Linked DNA regions of Mus musculus: region 2 is linked to region 1. The links are chromatin contacts, called in public Hi-C maps. All regions are on one chromosome and are shown on one strand. Each heading gives the region's core, a stretch centred on a gene start, on an enhancer-like site or on the middle of the called end of the contact. The rest is flanking DNA. Distances are from core to core; before and after follow the strand shown.

Region 1 (5,710 bases), core at 2,815-5,314:
CTGTGACTACAACGGAGCTTTTAAACATCGGTGAGTGGGGAGTGAGGATGTATAGGTGTTATTCATTCAGTCACTCATTCATTATTCATAAGCTCCTTACTGAATGCCTTCTAGTGCTTGGTTATTTTAAATCTACACAAAGTAATTCCAGTTCCGAGGAAACTCAATCTCAGGAAAGAGGAACATAATGCTTTTGGAACTCCATGCTGTCAGGTTTACAGTAAGCAGTGGCTCTCAGCATTAGCTGCACAGTAGAGCCAATCAGGCACTCTAAGCATAGACACCTACTCCAACTAAGACAAAGGGAATAAAAATCTCTGAGCCGGGTTTAATGATCCCATGGATAGAGGGACTCTCTGTGGTCCTAAAGAGGTTCCTATCCTGATTAATAAAGTATCTGTCTTGGGGTTTCTATTGCTGCAATGAAACACCAAGACCAAAAAGCAGTTGGGTTTGCGGGGGGGGGGGGGTGATATTCAGCTTATAATTCTAGATCATTGTCCATCACTGGAGGAAGCCAAGATAAGAACTCAAGCAATGTCTGGAACCTGGAGGCAGGAGCTGATACAGAAGCAATGAAAAGGTACTGCTCACTGGCTTTCTTTCCCTGGCTTTCTTTCTTTTCTTTTCTTTCTTTCTTTTTTTTTTTTTTTTACGGAGACAGGGTTTCTCCGTAGCCCTGGCTGTCCTGGAACTCACTTTGTAGACCAGGCTGACCTCGAACTTAGAAATCTGCCTGCCTCTGCCTTCCAAGTGTTGGGATTAAAGGCCTGTGCCACCACGCCTGGTGCTCAGCCTGCTTTCTTATAGAATCCAAGACCACCAACCCATGGATGACACACCCACAATGCGCTAGGCCCTCCCTCATTGATCACTAATTGAAAAAAAAAATGCCTTATAGCTGGTTCTCATGGAGGCATTTCATCAACCGAGGCACTTACATCTCTGATGACTCTAACTTGTGTCAGGGTGACACATAACACCAGCCAGTACAGTATTCAGGGATCCAAGGAAAGATGATCTATGAGCCGAATCTTAACAGATGGCTTTCTCAGTGAGGGTGTGGGAAACATATCCTAAGCAGGAAGGCCTGGGGTGAGTTTATAGAACATCCTGAGATGCTGGGTCAGGTTTAGAGAGCTGGAGCATGTGGACTTCATGTCTCTAGTGAACAGCAGTCCTAGAGGAATTGGTACCCAGGAAGTGATATGGTCCATCTTATACACATCTAAAGAACTAAGTATTTAGGGGGCAGATTTGACTTCCATCACAGCTTACCTTCATAAGAACTATCTCCTTTTTACTAAAATTTTTTGCCGGCACTCCTTTGGTTTCAGACATTGAAGAGAGGAAACTGTTCCCGTGAGTGATTCTTTTCCTCATGCTTGCCTGAGCCACAGAGTGTGTTTTCTCACTCAAGTAAAATTCTCAGCTGATGGCGGAGAAGGAGCTTGGCTCTACACAGGCTTGTCATCGGTACGTGCTGATGGTGTTGAGCCAAATACTGGTTTTTCATTGTTCAGAGTATTTTGTTACTTGTACCATGCTGTCCTCATCGGCAAGGGAAAACACGGGGGTCAGAATTGTTACAGATAAAATAGAATTTATTCACGGGAAGGGGCTTGAGCACTGAAGAAGCCAAGCAGGGAGGTACTTAGCCCCAGCCCCAGCCCCAGCCCCAGCCCCACCTTTCCAAACATCAAGCACCTTTGGTGTTGCTTTGGTTTATGTGACTGCTGCCACTCCTGGATGGGTCTTGGGTTTCTATGGGTTTCAATACGGACTTTTCTTTGAAGGTACACTTTCAATTCAATCACAGTTAGTTCTACAGGGATAAATCAGACCAGGAGGACAGAGGGAAAGCAAAAAAACAAAACAAAACAAAACAACAACAACAAAGAAAACAAGCCTACTAAATTTAATGCACATTGTTAACTGTGAAGGTCTGGATTTAGAATTTGAGATGTATGTTTCCCCTCCCCTGTCAGAAATAAATTCTTTATTATTATAAAAGTTCCTTGGAAAGGACATAAAAGATATTAGGACTTGTATAGGTAATGACAAACTAAAGTAGTGTTTTCAGACTGAAACATTGGTGGCCCTGATAGACTGAGAAACTCCCCAGGCCTCTTCCAAAGATGTACTTGATGGAGAAGCAAGGGCCGGATTCTCCATTTCCCAGCCTCCAGTTTGATTTGCTTTCCATGACATTAGGTTATAGCAACTGAGGTTTGAGAAAGAAAAAAAAATGTCATTCATCATTTCTATTTATAGTTATGGCTAAGGAAGCTATTGAAGGACATGTAAAAATCTGTAAAATATATATGTATGTATACATGTACACATTCAAGGAAATAATTACACACACACACACACACACACCATCTCCCATGTTTTAACAAAGAAAGCACAACCTCCTGACGCTGCCATTTTCCACACAGTCTTTTGTTCGTTTCTTGAACAGCTGCCGCTATGAGTAGGTGAAACACACACACACACACACAGATCAAATTGCAGTTAGGTGTGTCAAAATGACTGGGTGTTCTTGTTCTGGGTTCCCAAGGCTAATTATTATTTTTAACGCCGTTTGATATGCTAAGTGAGGCTGCAGTAAGAGTCCTCATGTGTGCATTAGTCATTGCCATCACCGCCCATGGGTACTTCTGCATGTTTTGCTGCTTCCAAAGTGTCTGTAAACGATTCTATCTAAGCATCTGAAGAACATCACAAGCAGCTTCCTCTATGGTTTTTTCCTAGGAAATAAATACCAAACTGGCACAACGATGGCAAAACCGTGAGTGACATCAGTACATACAGTGCCCTGTCCTTCCATCCTGTCACGTGCCTGGTGGGTAAACATAAATAAATCACCTAATTTCCCTGTGCCTCAGTTGCTCTATCTGTAGTATGGAGCAATGAGGAATGAGATCTCAAGGGCCCACTTTTGAACTATAAAGCAGGCTTCTCTAAAGAAGGAGAGAAGGAAGGAGGGTCCTGTGGTGTGTTCGGCCTGTTCCACATAGCTAACTGCAGTTGTTTCCCGTTGCTAGGTCGTTTATTGATTGCCTACAACTAAACCTATTATCTTTGTCTAGAATCTTTTGAAGCAATCCATGAATAACAACTCATTTCAATTTCATAATGACTCCGAGGTCTTACCAGCTGTTGCCGCGCCTGTCTTACAGACTAACAAACAGACGCAAAGACACAAAGCCATTCGATTCAAGTCTGGCAGGTGTGAGACATAGATCCAGGGCTCACGTACTACAGCTAGTTCAGGGTCCTGGAATCCACTCTGTTATGTCCTGCGGAGCGGCCAGGAGCTTGACTGAGAGGCAAAAACAGCTAGCATCCTCAGGCTCTGCTCTCCAAGAACACACTGAAGATCACTGAAGGGCTAGCAAGCCCTCTACGTGGGCTAGCATGGAACAGAGAGGTCTCAACAATTTGAAGGAACATCAGGAAGTGTAAACCACCCCCCAACCTTCTGTAAGCATTCCTACCACACCCCACTAAGGTGGAGGGGGGCGGGGGCTGGAGGCAAGGAAGGGAAATCATACCAATACATGCCTGCTCCAGATCCAATCTTCCAGAAACAGTCCAAAGGAACACCCTGGGCATGTTCAAGACTTGATTTATTTAGTAGCTAACAGCGTAACTGCCAACTACAATCTTCAAACTAGCTTTACCCACTGCCCCACCCATCCATCAGACCTTGCCATTCCCACAGGCAGTGAGAAGGACCAGGTATGTTCATGTGTAGATTTCTCTGCTTGCTAAAACCCCCCAGGCTTTCCTTTGTTCTCAGGACATGCAAGTGGCCACCTGTATACCTGTGTTCTGGACTGTACGTAATCCTGCTGTCAGCTCCCAAATAAAACTCCCTTATTGATTGACTTTTGACAATTCCAGTCATTTTGTTTGTTTGTTTTGTTCTGTTTCGTCGTCCCCCACCCCCACCCCATTTCCTTCCCTTAAGGCAGCTCGAGGTAATAAAGGAACTGCCTGGTCTTGATCACGAGGTCCTCTTGCCTCAGCCTCCAAGTCCAGGATGACTACAGTGCCTAGGGGCATCTCTGCGATTTCAATCTGCCCTCTACAGGCCACAAGGAATACCCTAAAAGAATGATCTGCCACCAAGCTTCTGGTTCTCCCATGGCACTTGCACCACAAACACAGTGATTCCCAAGCTGGTGGCCACCTTACGACACTGTTCTGTCACTTGCATAAATGTCTTTTTGGTGTGTTGTCAGGCAAATACCTGACACTTGGCACTCTGAAAATTCCTAAAACACCACATACTGCAAAGTCAATGATTTGACCAGCTGTGAGCCCGCTTGCAACCCAAACCGGCAGGACTAGAAACAAATCGCACTGCTTCATGCTACAGAGCCATCTTTCCTAAGGGTGGGTGCGGTCTTGTGATCCTTGTGTCCAGTCCAGTTTCTCATATGTGTATTGTGACTTCTGCTTGTGCAAAACAGGACGTTGCTTAACCAGGCCCTTATGGGAGGAAATACAGCCCAGCAAGCAGAACAATGATTTGAAAGTCCTGAGTTCTATTTTCAGATCTGCTGTTGACTGGCTGTGCAGTCAGCCCTACGAAGGTCATTAGCAAAATGGCCTTGCCCTGTTGGCGGTCTCTGTATTCGCAGCTCTGGACGGGAAACAAATCAGGGAGCTGGCACTCAGCCTTGAGGAACTAGAGTCTTAGGAGAATAGATGTATCGTCAGGCTTTGTCTTCATTCTTAAAGCAAAAGCACAGAACAAAGCCTCTGGGGTGGGGGAAAGGAGCTGGAGTAGAATTCAGAGAGGAACCTGATAACCTTTCCAATACCAGAGACGTGAAGGGATGGCATGAGCGTTCAGGTCAAAGGCAGCTCTTTGGCACATGCTGAATCTCCTGTGTGGGATACGGAAGAGACAAAGGAACCTGAGCTTTGACAGACTTCTGTGAACTGAGTCAAAAACAGATATCCAGAGTGCTGCCTGGTAGGGAACAGGCTGAGGACTGGAAGGGTCTGTGGAGAACCAGAAAGCTTATAGCCCCTTCTAAAGAGTCTGCACCAGCTCTTTGTCCCTCAGATAAGCCAGTGACAAGGTCCTGAAGTGCTAGTGTTTTAAGAGGCACTGCACACTACCATTTTTATCAGGACTTCCCTTTTCTTTAAATGAAGATCCATCCAAGTTTTAAAGTGATAGCGGGCAGGTAAAAATGTGTGTGTAACTTGAACAAAGCCCTTTCCACATCTCTTTAACATGTCCATGGATGGGATTTCATAAGAGTTGAATTATTGTTTTCTGATAATGGAGCTATTCCTTTAAACAGAAGGGAATGAGCAGTCTAGAATGCGCGAGTGTTTAAAAAAATCCCAGTGCACGGGGCTGGGGAGATGGCTTAGTTGTTAAAGTGCTGGCTGGGGAGATGGCTTAGTTGTTAAAGTGCTTGCTATACAAGCAAGCGGACTTGAGTTTGGATGCCTAGAGCCCCTGTGAGAAGTGATAAGACAGTTGCCTTAGAGTTAATCTTGCTTTGGTGAAACACTACCACCAAAAGCAACTCGGGGAGGAAAGGGTTTATTTGACGTACACATCCTGAATCAGAGTCCATGGAAGCCAAAGCAGAAACTCCAAGTGGTCAGGAACCCAGAGGAAGGACTTGATTCATAGGCTACAGATGGGTAGTGCTTACTGCCTTGCTTCCAATGG
Region 2 (5,114 bases), core at 196-2,695, 100 kb before region 1:
ATATCTTTGTCTCTGCCTCCCTCCCTCCCTCCCTCCCTCCCTCCCTCCCTCCCTCCCTCCCTCCCTTCCTTCCTTCCTTCCTTCCTTCCTTCCTTCCTTCCCCCTTTCTCTCTCCTTCCTTGTTCTTCTCTCCCATTTCTCTTCCTAACCAGGGTTTCACACATGATAAACACACACTATTGTACTTTCTACCTTACAGAATCAACATTTCTCGCTTCTACATTTCGGTGAGAACAAGTGGCCTTTGGCCTCCATGCCTCGCTCATTTCACTTGATTTAATGTCCTTTCATTCCCTCTAGAAAGTACCAATTTTGTAACACATGTAAAGAAATATGTTACTTATTTTCATTCCTCCTAAAAAACAATGTGAGGTTCTGTTGTGATGCTCAGTAGACACAGCTGTCACACATAGGGTTGGACTGGATTCTTGCCATTACTGTGAAGATCTGATCCTGTGATGCTGGTCAACAAATATTTCTATGGTAACATCTTTTTCTGAATTAGAAAGGGGATGTATACGAGTATATAATAATATAATTAAAAGATAATATGAATGTAATAATATTATAAATAAGATAATTAGACCTTATTTCACTTTCATGTTACTTTTCAAGAAAAAAAGTTTAAAGATATAGGCATTTAGTAATATTTTAAAGATCTATATATCTAGTAATATTTTAAAGAAATACCTTAAAACATTAATGTTGACATATTTGAATTGGCATTTTCTTAGAGAACACAATCTAATTTATAAATCTGAACCATGAAGAACTCAGTAGATAATTATAATCTTGAAGGCGTTTCAAATGTACCTTAATGGGACTCCGTCAGCCAACCAACCAGAGGCCATGTTTAAATTTTTAAACAGTGCATTAAATAATTAAGCAGCATAACAAATTATGTTTTGGGTAGTTGTCACAGCCTAATTTTTTGAGTACTCTCAAAAAAGAAAAAAAAAAGTATATATAAAAGGTTCATTAGAGATTCTCTGAAGCCCCAAACACTAATGCTAGGCATGTGACACTCCCAAGAGGAAACAGGGCTCAAGTTCTCTGCTGGAAATAGATTAAATAGAAGCCCAACCAGAGATTGCCACTGAAGTCTTTGAGGACACACCCCAAACATTTTCAGACTTCCATGGCTGACAAAAGCAGCTTTCTCCTTTTACAAGGACTTTCCCTGCTTGTATGAATACCTTTGTTTAACTGAGTCAATGATTGGAGTCTCTAACCTGCCTTGCTATGGCACACTTTCTCATGACTTTAAAAGACCAAACCAGGGGCTGCAGGAAAGCTTGTCGGTCTTCGTATCCCACTTCCCGTCTTTGTTGAACCAAATTCCCTTATCCGACAATTGAAAGAAACTGTTAGATATTTTCCAGTGGTTGCTAGTGTCTGGTGTCATGGTACTTTTTTTTTCTTTCCCTTTCGATGTGTTTGACAAATTTCAAAGTGGCCCTTGTTACTCACTTCCTTCCTGGATTTCACAACTGTATTCCAAAGTGTTAGTCTAGAGTCCAGCATTTATGTGTTATAGATGTTATCACATTCCCTACCGTGAAACCACTTTTTCTTCTGAAAATTTTAAAAACATTATTTTCCACATAGATGACTTCAACCCTACACAATAAAATCACCTTTGCCTGTGATGGTCCAATAGATAAATTCCTATAACAACACAAGACTACGTTTCATATGAATGCCTATAATTGTATGAATTAAAAAAAAAAAGTCTTATTTTGTTTCAAGGCAGAGTCTCGTTAGCCCAGGCTGGCCTTGAACTTGTTATGTAGCTGAGCATGACTTTTAACTCCTTTCCCCATTTCCCATACCTGTAATCACCGTACCCACCTAAACTTGTCTACTTGTTTTAGAAGCTCTGGAGATTGTACTCAGGGACTCATGCATACAGGACAATCACTCTATCAATTGGACTATCAGCCCAGCCCCACCAATTATATTTCTGATGGAATACAATAGTCTGCAGTTCTTTGTTTTAAACTGTAGCTGGCTGGAAGTATAGTCCAAGGGATCTAGAAAGAATTAAATCCAAAATACTTCAGCATCTTTCTGTCCACCAGGCTTGTAGGACCAAGCCTTAGTTAGAGAAACTCTTCAGTCAATACAACTGCATACTCCATTGACCATCACGGCTTAGCCATCTACATGGGCAAGGATGGCAGGGTTTGAAGGAAAAGAGGTCAGTAGACTTGATTTTAAGTTCCAGTGTCACCAGCAGTTGTGTAGTCTTGTGAGAACTGTACCCCTTCTCTGTTGCGGGGTGGGGGTGGGGTGGGGATGGGGTGGGGGGAGAGTACCAGCACTGGGCCCGAGTTCCCAAGCCCCTTGGCGGATTGCTGCCGCCAGCTCCACCCAATGACTGTCTATCCCACAGTCAGCCATCACAACATCCATTTACCTGGTAGAATCAAAACTCTTAAAGCTTATAACTAGCCAATCAGATTTATGTACCATTAAGTTCACAGTTTACAAGATGCCAATACAATAATTTCAGAACCAATTGATAATGATTAAAAGCTCTATCCCAATTATTCTAACCTTATGGTATCATAACTACCTGCAGCTGGTTAAAGCCACACTGGTTCACGTCTGCCTCCATCTTGGCCTTCTCACTTCTCTCCCTCTGAGATGCTCTCTGCCTCTCCAACTCTTAGCTCCACCTCCCTTTTTCATGTCCAATCACAGGCCTCCTGCTGCCCTAATGTAATTGGACAGGGAAAATTCTGCAACACTTCTCCATGCTTCTATTTCAATAAAATACCAACTCTTAGCTCCACCTCCCTTTTTCATGTCCAATCACAGGCCTCTTGCTGCCCTAATGTAATTGGACAGGGAAAAACCTGCAACACTTCTCCATGCTTCTATTTCCATAAAATAGTAGGGGTGACATTCAGCCATGCCTAACATCTATCTTTTGCTAAGCCCTTTAAAGCAGTCCTTGTGCTGGCATTACTGAAAGGCATAGGTTGGGAGTCTTGTTGGGCATTGGGGAGCTGCAGTGTTTCTCAAAGGATATGCAATATTACCTAGACTGCTCGAAGCCCTGCGTTTGATTCCCAGTGCTGCAAAAATGAATGGGCCAGTTAATGAGTGAATATTAACTCAAAGAACAGTAACCAAGGAGAGGGCAATGGGTAAATGATTTGTTGCCCAAGTATGGGGACTTAAGTTTGGATCCCCAGTACCCATGTGAAAAACAGGGCATGGCTGCCCTAGACGGCCCTGTACTGAGTAGTAGCGATAGAAGAATCCTGAGGACTCCCTGGCCAGCCAATTGCTACTACAGGTTCAGGGAGAAACACTGTCTCAAAAAGGAGGTACAAGTGATGAAGTGAGCCCTGATGCCCTCTGGACTTTACACATGCATTATTAGCCAATACCTGTGCCCACAAAACACACATGTGTGCACATACATACATACACACAACAACACAGCGAAGAGGGTATGGGTGAAGGACAGAAAAGTATATATGAAGTTGACAACATACAGTAGGCACACAGCCCAGTCATGTATGTACTGACTTCTTCACAACATCCTTGGGAAGGGGCTACATTGAAGCCCATCCCACCTTTCAGAACTAGTTATACCAACATTTATGAGATGCCTGGTTCAAAATATCTATTCAAACCTGGGAGTGTGCCAGAAAAGCAGACTATTCTTTCTTCCTGAGAGTCCTGCAAAGGCAGAGATAAGATCAGCATAGCGCAGGAGGGATGGAGTACTAAAGAAACTCTAGCAAACATCTGGGGCTAAGGTTTTGGCTGCGCATCTCAGTGTCTATGAATTCAAGATCTCCATAATAAACAGAGAGGTAGAAGGGGCACTGCTAAAGTGTAAGGGTCACCAACACTCTCTCTGCAACCCAGCTCTGTCATTATCTGAAAGTTGGGGGTTCACTGATCATCTTAGTGATGTGTGTTTGAATGTGATCTCGAACGATTGACCTACTGGCTATTTCCTACTGGGAATGGCAAGTTGCTGAATGTGCTGCTGCTTCTCTGTCACTCTTTGTTTCTGTGCCTTCTGTGTGCTGCTGGTTGTGTGGGATGTCCTAGATGCAAACAACCCAAGCAGCACTGCCTGTGATGGATACTTCCTCCATCTCTCCATCCCTCTCTGTCTAGGATTGAATTCCTCTGAGCTATTTTATGAAGACAAAACGTCTTGAATATGTTGAGGTTTTGTCAATACAGGAAAATATTTGAGGCCGTTTACTTTTCAAATGGTCGTTCGGTCCCGGAAAATCTGTGAGATCCCAGATACTTTTGGATTCTGTTATGTTTTTTGTCTTCATCCATTTGTAACTGCTATTCATTGGGTTTTAACTATGCTCTAAGCACATATGGAGATTCTAATGAAACATCTTAGTTTACAAATGTCAAAATGTATAGACAAAGATCTGATTTTAGCCAGGTATGTTAGTCAGGGTTCCCCAAAGTCACAGAGCTCGTGGAACATCTCTATATATTAAGGGAATTGATTGTAATGACTGATAGCCTGTAGTCCAACTAACTCAACATTGGGGATCTGTGATTGGGAAGTCCAAGAATCTAGTAGTTTCTCAGTCCCACCAGGCTAGGTGTTTCACTTAGTCTTCTCCATAAACTGGAGTCCTGAAGAAGTAGGTCTCAGCAGATGTGCTGGCAAGTAAGCACAAGCAGGCAAAGAAGAGTGAGTCTTCCTTCTTCCAATGTCCTTCAGTAGGCCTCCAGCAGAAGGTTTGACCTAGTTTAAAAGTGTGTACCACTATACCTGGATCTGAAACTTACTTTGTCACAGGCTGGCCTTGAACTCAGAGATCTGCTTGTCTCTGTCTCCTGGAATTAAAGGTGTGTACTACCTCACCCGGGCCTAAGCTTTTCAGGGCCACTATGCCTCAAGATCTCCATGTCAAGATCCATGTCAGAAGCCTGTGTCTTCCAACCTCAAGATCTGGATCACAACTGTGCCATTATAGTTCATTCCAGATGTAGTCAAGTTGACAATCAGGAATAGCCATCATACCAGGCATGGTGGCTCAAGTCTCTAACTCCAACATTGAAGAGCAGAGACAAGAGGATGGGTCACTAAATTAGGAGGTAGCCTTGACTCA

The links. Hi-C and Micro-C count contacts between places; a contact is called where the count stands out from the background.
Region 2: a contact with region 1 is called in a Hi-C map of bone marrow-derived macrophages, with 2.5 times the contacts expected there. The contact joins two enhancer-like sites. A contact is called at or near these places in 6 of 484 Hi-C or Micro-C datasets (bone marrow-derived macrophages, embryonic fibroblasts, embryonic stem cells and 2 more), 2 of 115 datasets of contacts at active chromatin or transcription factors (CD8 T cells and neural progenitor cells) and 1 of 9 other capture datasets (adipose tissue).

What each region holds. Positions count from the first base shown.
Region 1 is chr10:96,331,810-96,337,519 of GRCm38.p6, reverse strand. All of the region lies in intron 2 of Gm33782 (a long non-coding RNA gene), which reads right to left. Among named protein-coding and RNA genes, the nearest start is that of Gm33782, 26 kb to the right of the region's middle. Within about 2 kb of position 4,064, at least 117 of the 459 cell types and tissues checked have an H3K27ac peak or open chromatin away from gene starts, as enhancers often do. A contact at or near this core is called in adipose tissue and bone marrow-derived macrophages, where this site is marked.
Region 2 is chr10:96,431,647-96,436,760 of GRCm38.p6, reverse strand. No RefSeq gene overlaps it. Among named protein-coding and RNA genes, the nearest start is that of Gm33782, 130 kb to the right of the region's middle. Within about 2 kb of position 1,445, at least 22 of the 459 cell types and tissues checked have an H3K27ac peak or open chromatin away from gene starts, as enhancers often do. A contact at or near this core is called in adipose tissue and bone marrow-derived macrophages, where this site is marked.